Regions from separate parts of the Sus scrofa genome. Here region 2 is linked to region 1. A link is a contact called in public Hi-C data. All regions are on one chromosome and are shown on one strand. The core of a region is the stretch at or near the end of the contact, and the rest is flanking DNA. Distances in the headings are between cores, read along the strand shown. Region 1 holds the start of C1QTNF5 (complement C1q tumor necrosis factor-related protein 5). Region 2 has its middle 64 kb from the start of THY1.

Region 1 (4,669 bases), core at 42-2,541:
CTTGCCCGTGACGGCGTCGTAATGTCCCTGCTCGTTCACCAGCACGCGGTCGAAGGGTAGGGGCGCGTCCGATGGCGGTGGCACTCGGCTCTCGGAGCGCTTGGCGCTGAAGGCGGAGCGCGGAGGCACTGAGCACTCGCCCGCAGGCCCCATCGCCCCCACCGGGCCCGCCTCTCCTCGCGGCCCGGGCTCCCCACGCGGCCCCGGGAGGCCTGCGGGGCGTGGGGGAGAAGCGGAGCGGTTAGGGTGTGCCCGCTGCTCCTCCCTCATCCACCCTCAGCCTCCCAGCCACCACTGCCCGGCCGGGGCCGCCTTGCGCCCCAGGGCTCCCTCCCCTCTTCCTACAGGGCTTGGGGCAGATCTGAGGATCCCAGGGGTTGTGGCTCCCGCCGCTGAGTCACCCTCTCCTCTCCCGGCTCTGGGAGCCGCCGGAGTCGGGAGTGGGGGTGGGGTGTGGGACAGGAGCGGCGCCCCCTTGGTGGGAAGATCGAGCCCCGGGCCCGGAGAGCGGAATCGGGCCGGGCTAGCTCCGACGTCCCCACGGATCGCAGCGGAGGCGCCTCTTACCCGGCCTCCCGCCCTCGCCTTTCTCTCCCGGAGCCCCGGGCGCGCCGTCGCGGCCATCGCGGCCGTCGCGGCCGGGCAGGCCCTGGCTGCCGTGGTGGCCCGGCGTGCCAGGAAGGCCGGGGTGCCCTGGGCACAGGCTGGGGATCTTGTTGTCGTCCAGTGGGGGCGAGCCGGCCGCGAGACCCAGGAGCAGCAGGGCGAGGAGCGGCCTCATGGCGCCGGCACGCGGAGCCCAGACGCCGGGGGCCTCTGGTCGTCTGTGGGCCGGGCAGGACAGGAGTCGGGACCCAGAATCCCGCGACAAGCCTCGCTCCCGGCCTCGGCGTGGTCGGCGTGGGACCCACCCCACTGCCATGCGCCTGAGAGAGGCTGAGCGGCCGCGGGAGGATGAAGAACCCGGCGCCCCTAGATCCGAGAACCCCCGGGAGCACCGCGCAGCGGGGAAGGGAGAGGCCGACCCTCCCTCCCCCTCCCCCACGGGCCGGCGCCCAGGCTTTCCCACAGTCCCCTCCCCCAACTCCGTTTCCCCGCCCCCCCCACTCACCCCTCCATCCTGGCTCGGGGGAAGCTCGCGCTCTCTCTGGCCTCCTTTGGGGCGCGCTACTCCGGACCCTCCAGCTGAGCCCTGCTGCCTGCCCTGCACTTCTCTCTAGCCCCTGCCCTCGGCGCCTCCCTGGCCCTGGGTCGTTCCTTGCCGGCTGCTCTGCTCCTCCCAGACTCCAAGAGGAAACCAGTTGTTCAGGGGCCAAGAACCCGGGCTGGGAAATAGCAGGGAAATAACTCGTGGTGTCGCCCGGCGGCCGGCCAAAGTTTGGGAGAGAAAAGAGAGAGAGAGAGAGATTTGAGCCAGGCACAGAGAGGCAGAACCGCGAGAGACAGATGCTCAGGGCGCCTACAACTCCAAGGAGCAGGCAGGAGAGATGGTGCTGTGACAGAGACCAAGGGCAACACTCTAGACCAGGAGAAAGGTAAGATGAGACCTGAGGGTGGAAGGTTCCAGCAGCAGTAGACAAAGCAGCTTCCCAGTGCTCAGAACAGGGCTTGCCATGTAACTAAGCACTCAGTACATTTTTGTTGAGTAAATGAAAATGTCAGAAGGTGAGTGGCGGAGAGCCTGAAAAAGCAGGTAGCAAATTGGGGTCAGAGGCTTGGGTGGGAAGTGGTCCAGATTGTTGGTGGTATAGGTGGTGGAGTCAGGCCAGCTGTTTGCAGCAGCTGGAGCAAGTAAAGGGATGGGGAGGGATCTGGGAAGGTGGGAGGGTCCCATTAGCCCCAAGGACTTCTCTTCCCCTCCCTGGGGAGACCCAGAGGAGATGGGCAGAGTCCCATGCTGGCCCCCTTCCTTTGCTTCTCTGCTTGCCTGCCCTGATAGGCAAAGGAGGATGGGCAGCAGAGGGCAGGGGCCGGCTTCAAGGTCAGGGCTGGGCACAAGACTCCAGGCCAGCTGCCTCGGGCAGCCTGTTGCAGTTGAAGGGCCAGGGGGTGCCCAGGAGTGCCAGGCCAGACTGGCACTGGCGCTCTGCCTCCTGGCAGACAGAGCGGCAAGGGGGAAGGACACTGCCTAGCGGGGTGCAGTGGGGCACAAGCAGCCCGCAAAGGAGCCTCCGGAAATTCTGGTAGCAGGGCAGACTTGTCAGGCTCTGTGGAAGAAGGAGATCAGCCCTCAGGCATCCTGCTCCCCAGGTTCCCTCCCCTTTCTGGGGGTCCCTCATTATCTCTGCGCAGAGCACCTTGTAACCTCTGAGGAGCTCCACCACCTCCTCCTGGGTGGCCATGCCCACCCAGATGTTAGGGAAGGCCGTGGTGTTGTAGCTCAGACCGATGCACATCTCCACCTGGACAGGCTCACAGGCCAGCTCTGCAAGGATGGGAGGGGAGGGTCACTCTGGGGAACACTCACAAGTCACCTAATTGCTCTGTATGGGTCAGATGGGGGTTGTCGTGAGGATCAGAGATAACAGGGAGAGATGCTTTATACATGTTGAGGATTCCTCTTCTCGAGAATGGGCATTATTCGCCAGCCCTGCGCATCAGGGAGCATGGGGCCTCAACATCAGCAGGACTGCTGGGCCTCTGGAAGGAGTGCCCCTCCTCTCACCCACATCTTTGAGGTGGGCCCTGGAGAGGGCTGGTTTGACAAGGCTGGACTGGTTCTTGAAGCTGTCAACTCCCAGATTCCCATTTCCTTTAGGGGTGACCCTAAATGCCTTTGCCCCCATTGGGGGAGAATCCAGGACTTGGTGAAGGGGTCCGGAGTCAGGATAGTGGGTCCCCTGCCCCCGTCAGGGAGGAGAGGGGTGGCTGCTATGAAGTGTGCCAGGGGGTTTCTATACATGGGCATGCAGCCTGTTCAGGCCTGCAGTCCCTGGCTGCGGTGCCCTGGGGGAAGCTCCTCACCTGGGGGTGGGAACAAGGGGCTGCTGCAGTTGTCACCACTGCTCTCTGCACAGTCTCTCCATAAACCACACATCCACTGCAGACTCTTACACCCTGCATCCCGGCAGGAGAGCTCTCCAGGTCCACAGGGCTCTGCAGGCACAGGGGGCGTGGCAGTGCCCCAGAACATGCCTGTACTCCTGCTGCCTTCACAGTGCCCCAACCAGGGTCCAGAGCCCTTCTCTAGTCTTCTGGAGGCGCCTCTCCTGCCCACACCCACTCGCCCATGGCCACCTACTCTCTGTGGCATTGAGGGCCTGGTAGGTGGCCGAGAAGCCCCCACCGCTGATGCCATGATCTGTCCTAAAAAGGACAGCCAGCTGGTGGTACGAGGAGATGAGGCGCTGGGGTGGCGGTTCTGCTCCACAGAACCTGCCGGAAGCAAACAGCAGTCCTGGTGCAGGAGCCCTTGGCCCAGCCAGCGTGCACAAGGTCCCCTGCGGGGCTGGCGTGGCACTGGGTGCTCCAGGGGATGCCAGAGGGCATGGGAGGCATGGTCGCTGACTCCTGGAACTTAGGGGCTGGTGAGGAAGACAGGTATTCAGTAGACAAAGTACTAAACAAACAAACTGCTTGAACTTGAGCCACTTTGAGCTGGGGGAGATCAGTGAGCATTCTTGTGGGCGTGGGAATGGACCTGGGTTGGGGAGAGGCCTGGGAAGGGCCTCCTGGGGAAGGTGAGAGGGGCAGATACAAAGGTACGCAGGTGAGGAAGGACAAGCCTTTTTGGGGGTGACAGTGAGGAGACCTCTGGCTTGAAGCTCGGGGACAAGGGGGCTTATTTGTAGGAAGCCTTGACCGTTGGACTGTGGAGGATGGGGTTTCTCCTTGGCCCCTTCCACTGGCTCTGCTGATACCTGCCCAGGAGGCTGAGGGCCCCTGAGTTGCTGGTCTCATAAACTTCCACATAGTCAAACTTGCACGCGTCCTGAGTGTCCAGGCTGAAGTTGTGAAACTGCAGTTCTATGCCATGTCCAGCGGGCACTGAGATATGCCAGGTGCAAAGCTGCCGGGGCGGGGGGCACAGATGGAGTAATTTACCTTCTCCAGGTAGGTAAGGTCTGTGAGGCCAGGCTGCGCTTCACATGGGCTTCCCCCTGATGCAGGCGGGGTAGGGAGTAGGTGGGCCCTGACCACTGTTCCCAGCATCAGTGGCCGAAGGGCCTTTTTACTTGTGGGCTCTCAGAGATAAGCTTACCCAGCACGGGAACATCTGGAAACCCAGGAAACACTTCATAATCATTCACTTCCTGCCTGCTTGACCTTCCCAGGTACAAGGCAGTATCTGCCAAGCTGTTTTATTCCCTTTATTTCTTTCTTTCTCTCTCTCTCTTTTTTTTTTTTTTTTTTTTTTGTCTTTTTGGCATTTCTTGGGCCGCTCTTGTGGCATATGGATGTTCCCGGGCTAGGGGTCTAATCGGAGCTGAAGCCACCGGCCTACGCCAGAGCCATAGCAACGCGGGATCTGAGCCGAGTCTGCAACCTACACCACAGCTCACGGCAATGCTGGATCCTTAACCCACTGAGCAAGGCCAGGGATCGAACCCGCAACCTCATGGTTCTTAGTCGGATTCGTTAACCACTGCGCCATGACGGGAACTCCTCTCTTTCTTCTTTTCTTTTTACAGCCACATCTGCAGCGTATGGAAGTTCCCAGGCTAGGGGT
Region 2 (4,118 bases), core at 320-2,819, 120 kb after region 1:
TGGTTAAACCCCTAGCCTGGGAATCTCCAATATGCCTTGGGAGTGGCCCTAGAAAAGGCAAAAAGACCAAAAAAAAAAAGCAAAGCAAAGCAACGAGACTGCTCTGGCTGTGGTGTTGAGGGTGTGGGTAGCAACAGAGAGCAGCTTGGAACCGGTCACAGGATGGATGTGAAGGATGATGGTCCAGGGAGGGGGGCAGGGCGGAGAGCCTGGATTTGAGTGTGGGGCAGCGTCCACTGGAAGCTGACGGGTCTGGGTGTGGTCCAGACTGGCTGAGGGGTGCTGGGTGCCCAGGTCACCCACCACCTGAAGATCAGGGGTTAGCGCTGGGCACATAGAATGTTAGGTCCCTGAAGACATCCAGGAAGAGATCAGGAGAAGGCAGGTGGCTAGACTGGTTTGGAACTTGGGAGACATATCTAGGCAAAAGACTTAATTTGAGAACTAAGTCTAGGTAATGGGAAGGAATGTGACCACTTAGGAAATATGCACAAAGGAGAAAAGGCCTGAGACGGAGCTTTGAGAAATATCCACACCTGCATGATAGTCATTGGAAGAGGACTTTGAGTTTTCTCGTCTGTAAAATGGATATGATGATGCGAGTTGCTGTAGGATAAGGTGAGATGATTACATAAAGTGTTTGACCTGGTGTCGGTGCTCTTTGATGGATCTTGGGTGGGTAGCACGTTTCTATAGTGGCCTTCCTCCTGGCTTACATAGGTTTATTAACGACCCTTCAAAAGATGTGACCAGAGGCCTGGACTTTATTGCTGCTGTCCGCCGTCCTCCACCAGACAACTGGTTCTGTTAATACAACCCAAGGTTGCACTTGTTTTTGGTTTTTTTCTTGCTTAGGGCTGCTTCTGCAGCATATGGAGGTTCCCAGGCTAGGGGTCGAATTGGAGCTGTATCAGGCCTACACCACAGCCACAGCAATATGGGATCTGAGCCACATCTGCCCCCAGCTCATGGCAACACCGTATGCCACTGAATGAGGCCAGGGATTGAAGCCGTGTCCTCATGGATACTGGTCATGTTGGTATCCTGCTGAGCCACAACGGGAACTCCCCCAAAGTTGCACTTGTGATTTTTGTTCTGCAGTCTGGTGTTAAGCGTGGATACAAGACCATTGTCTCTTCGTGAGTGATGCTTTGAAACCAAGAGCCTGGAAGGTCAGATGTAAAGGAGGGGACCAAGTCCTGTGGCAGGAGCCAAGGGCAGTCTTCAGACCCAGCAGACCAAGCATCTGTTTGCGTCCTTTCCAGAAAGAACAGGGAAATTAGCCAGCATCCCCCCTGTCCTCAGGCATGTTGTGCTTCGAAGGCAGGGGTCAGGAAATGGAGAATGAGAAGGTGACGGGGAATGTGGAGGGCAGGGTCAGGATTGAGGAGATGCTGAGATGAGGAGGGGTCTCCAGCCTAGAGTGTGGATGCTCTGGGTTCCCCCGTCCAAGTTTCTTACACCTTCCAGTGAGCAGACAGCAGCTGCTTCTGATGGATGGAGTCTGCTTTTGTTTTCGGGGAGCTGGCTGCCGGGCTGGCTGGTGGGCAGTGGCTGGAGCAACATCGCCCCCTCACGGCCTTCTCTTGCAAGTGCAGTCAAGGCACCCCACCCGATTTCTTCCCAGATCCATAGGCTGTCTCTGGATCAGCCGATCAGCTGATTTTATAGTCCTTGGCAGCCTGTCCTGTGTACCTAGGAGTGTCCCTTTGCTTTTGGCTTCTGTTAGCTGTCACTGCCTGGTGTATCTCTGTCCTGCTTCCTTGGGCGGTCTGTGATCAGCATGTCTCTTTCCATCAGTCTCCACCTAGGTCTCTATTTCTGTATCTTCTTCTGTCTCTGCCTTGCTTCCTGCCCCCATCCTCTGTCTCTGTGTCCTGGAGCTGAGGTCATGGCTGCCTTCCCCCCAGAGCTGGAGTGATTCTTGGTCTTTTTAGCTTTTTCCTCGATGAGTCAGGAACTCCTGGAGGGCTGAGGGCTGAGGCTCCACCCAGCAGTGGCCTCAGAGAGGATGCAGGAGTTTGAAGGAGCCTCGGGCTGGGCTGGGGACTGTGACAAGAGATTTTTTCCAAAATACGCTCATGGGGCCAGCGGGAGGCTGGGCGCATTCCTGTGGATGTCTAGGAAGCAGAACGAGCGAGCGGCTGGCCACCAGTATGGAGCGGGGCTCTTTTGGCTGCTGCCTGTGCCCAGAGCCTATCCACTCTCTTCAATCCTCATTTTCTGTTGCCTCAGGGCCTTTGCACAAACTGTTTCTCCTTGAAATCATCTCTCCCCCAAGGCCTTAGAAACCGACTCCTTCAGGGAGTCCTCCCGGATTCAGTGTCTGAGTTGGGGGCCCTCCTCTGTGCCAGGGCAGTGTCTTCTCCTTGGTTTAACATTACCTGCTGGCAGTTCCATCTCCCTGACTTGTGTGGCTGTTCTGGAGAGGGGTCGGGGTGGGAGGCAGGGAAGCAGCAAGCCCCGGGGACCAGAGGAGGGGGAATGTGGACAACCCACATGGTAACACCTCCTCCACCCCTCCTTGTTCTGCTTGTCATGTTCTTTCTTCCCCCAGGTTTTTCAGGGTCTTTGTGCCAGAGGCCATCTCCTGTCTGGCCTCTGGCCCAGGAACAGGCCCTGAAGAGTCAGCGGGGAAGGGCTGCCTGTCTGCCAAGTCCTCTGAGTTGGCAGCACAGGGGTGGGGGCTCCCTGTGGGCAGCCCAGGGGTGGGGGGCCGGGGCACTTGTAGCCTGAGTCCTCTCTGGGGGAGTGGCCATGTCTCAGCATGGTTGTGCGGCATGGGGCCGGCAGGACGGACAGCCTTCCCGCAGTCTCACATTTGTCGTATATTTGCGGCAGCCTGGAGCTGTCCCCAGGGCCTCCCTGGTGCCTTGCAAGAGGTCGGGGCCTGGCGCTCCCAAATATATCCCAGGGGAGGGAAAGGAAACACTCGGAGGGTGACCCCTGGTGCCTGAGGGCGAGGGGCCCACCCCCCTTTGTTTATTTATTAGTGGGTCACTTGGACCTTCTTTGAAAGCCGAGGCCTGCCACTGGAGGCCGCATGACCCCCGATGGCGCTGGGGGCTGGGGGCTCTGTTGAGAAGTGATGAGGCTGTGTGGGTGGTGGGAGGATGTGCCGGGTGAGGGAGGGCTCAGGAGCTGATGGTGAATCCACTGATGGAATCTCGTAGCCCAGGACCCCTTGCATCTCAGACCTGAGGCCGCTTACTGCTTTGGAACTGAGGGTTGGCTCCAGAGCTGAGGCTGGAAGCCCAGGGTGGGGCAGGACAGGGCTGGGTATTGTACCTGGGTCCCAGCTCAGGATCCCGGCTCACTTAGAAGTGATGCAAGAGAAGAGGCATGGACTTTCGACCCAGGAGTTGAGTTCAGGTCCCAGCTGGTGACCCAGGCCACGTCACTGGCCTCTCTGGGCCCCAGGCCCCTCATCTGTGAGGAATGGGGAGGTCGATACCTGCGGGACACTGTGAATGGGTGTGTGAAAGTGCTGAGGGGTCCCCTCCCTCCTCCTTCCATTGGCTCTCTGTCCCCCAGGTTGTCCAGGCACTTTCCAGCTGGGAGGACAAGTGCTGTGGGAGGGCTCCCCCAGCTGCCACAGCCCACGGGGACCAGGAGACACTGCTGAGCCCCACCCCATCCCCCGTGTCTGTGAGTCACAGGCAGGCTCACCTGGCTGGTGCCACATGCAGCCACCATGTGCCTCCCATAAGGTGTGTGCCCTCCTCCACTGTGCAGCCACCTGGATGCCAAGACTCTTTTTGTGGACAGGAGAAGCCCATGAAGCTGGGAAGGGTGTCCCCTGCTGAGCCCATGGAACAGGGTGCAGGCTGTTTTCGCCCAGAGCCATGTTGGTGGACTATGTCAGGTGAAATGTCTACACCTGTGGCTGGGTGAGCCTTGCAGTCTTAGCTCCTCAAGGCCCAGGAGCAAAGATATCTTGGAAGCTCTCCTATCTTCCTGCTCTGGCCCTTGCAGTCCACCACCCCGTCTCCCCACCGGGGTCAGTGCTGCCTCCTCTCTCTCTTCCCTCCTTCCTTCCTCTTTTTTGGGCCGCACTTGCAGCATATGGAAGTTCCCAGGCTCTAGGGGTTCAATTGCAACTGTAGCTGCTGGCTTAC

The links. Hi-C and Micro-C count contacts between places; a contact is called where the count stands out from the background.
Region 2: a contact with region 1 is called in a Hi-C map of embryonic fibroblasts, with 5 times the contacts expected there. The contact joins the enhancer-like site here to the promoter of C1QTNF5 in region 1. A contact is called at or near these places in 13 of 47 Hi-C or Micro-C datasets (alveolar macrophages, blood, brain and 8 more) and 1 of 2 datasets of contacts at active chromatin or transcription factors (skeletal muscle).

The regions. Positions count from the first base shown.
Region 1 is chr9:46,548,855-46,553,523 of Sscrofa11.1, forward strand. C1QTNF5 (complement C1q tumor necrosis factor-related protein 5) reads right to left here and starts at 1,292. Exons shown (of 3, transcript XM_003129940.3): 1 at 1,112-1,292; 2 at 568-824; 3 at 1-212. The coding sequence starts at 1,119. It overlaps MFRP (membrane frizzled-related protein), which reads right to left. Exons shown (of 12, transcript XM_013979475.2): 8 at 3,861-4,009; 9 at 3,242-3,375; 10 at 2,965-3,096; 11 at 2,298-2,425; 12 at 1,529-2,207. The coding sequence ends at 1,983. LOC110255443 (a long non-coding RNA gene) reads left to right here and starts at 1,427. Exons shown (of 3, transcript XR_002335677.1): 1 at 1,427-1,535.
Region 2 is chr9:46,671,847-46,675,964 of Sscrofa11.1, forward strand. It overlaps a transcript of LOC102161637 not described here. Among named protein-coding and RNA genes, the nearest start is that of THY1, 64 kb to the left of the region's middle. Within about 2 kb of position 1,570, at least 21 of the 83 cell types and tissues checked have an H3K27ac peak or open chromatin away from gene starts, as enhancers often do. A contact at or near this core is called in embryonic fibroblasts, retroperitoneal adipose tissue, skeletal muscle and 1 more, where this site is marked.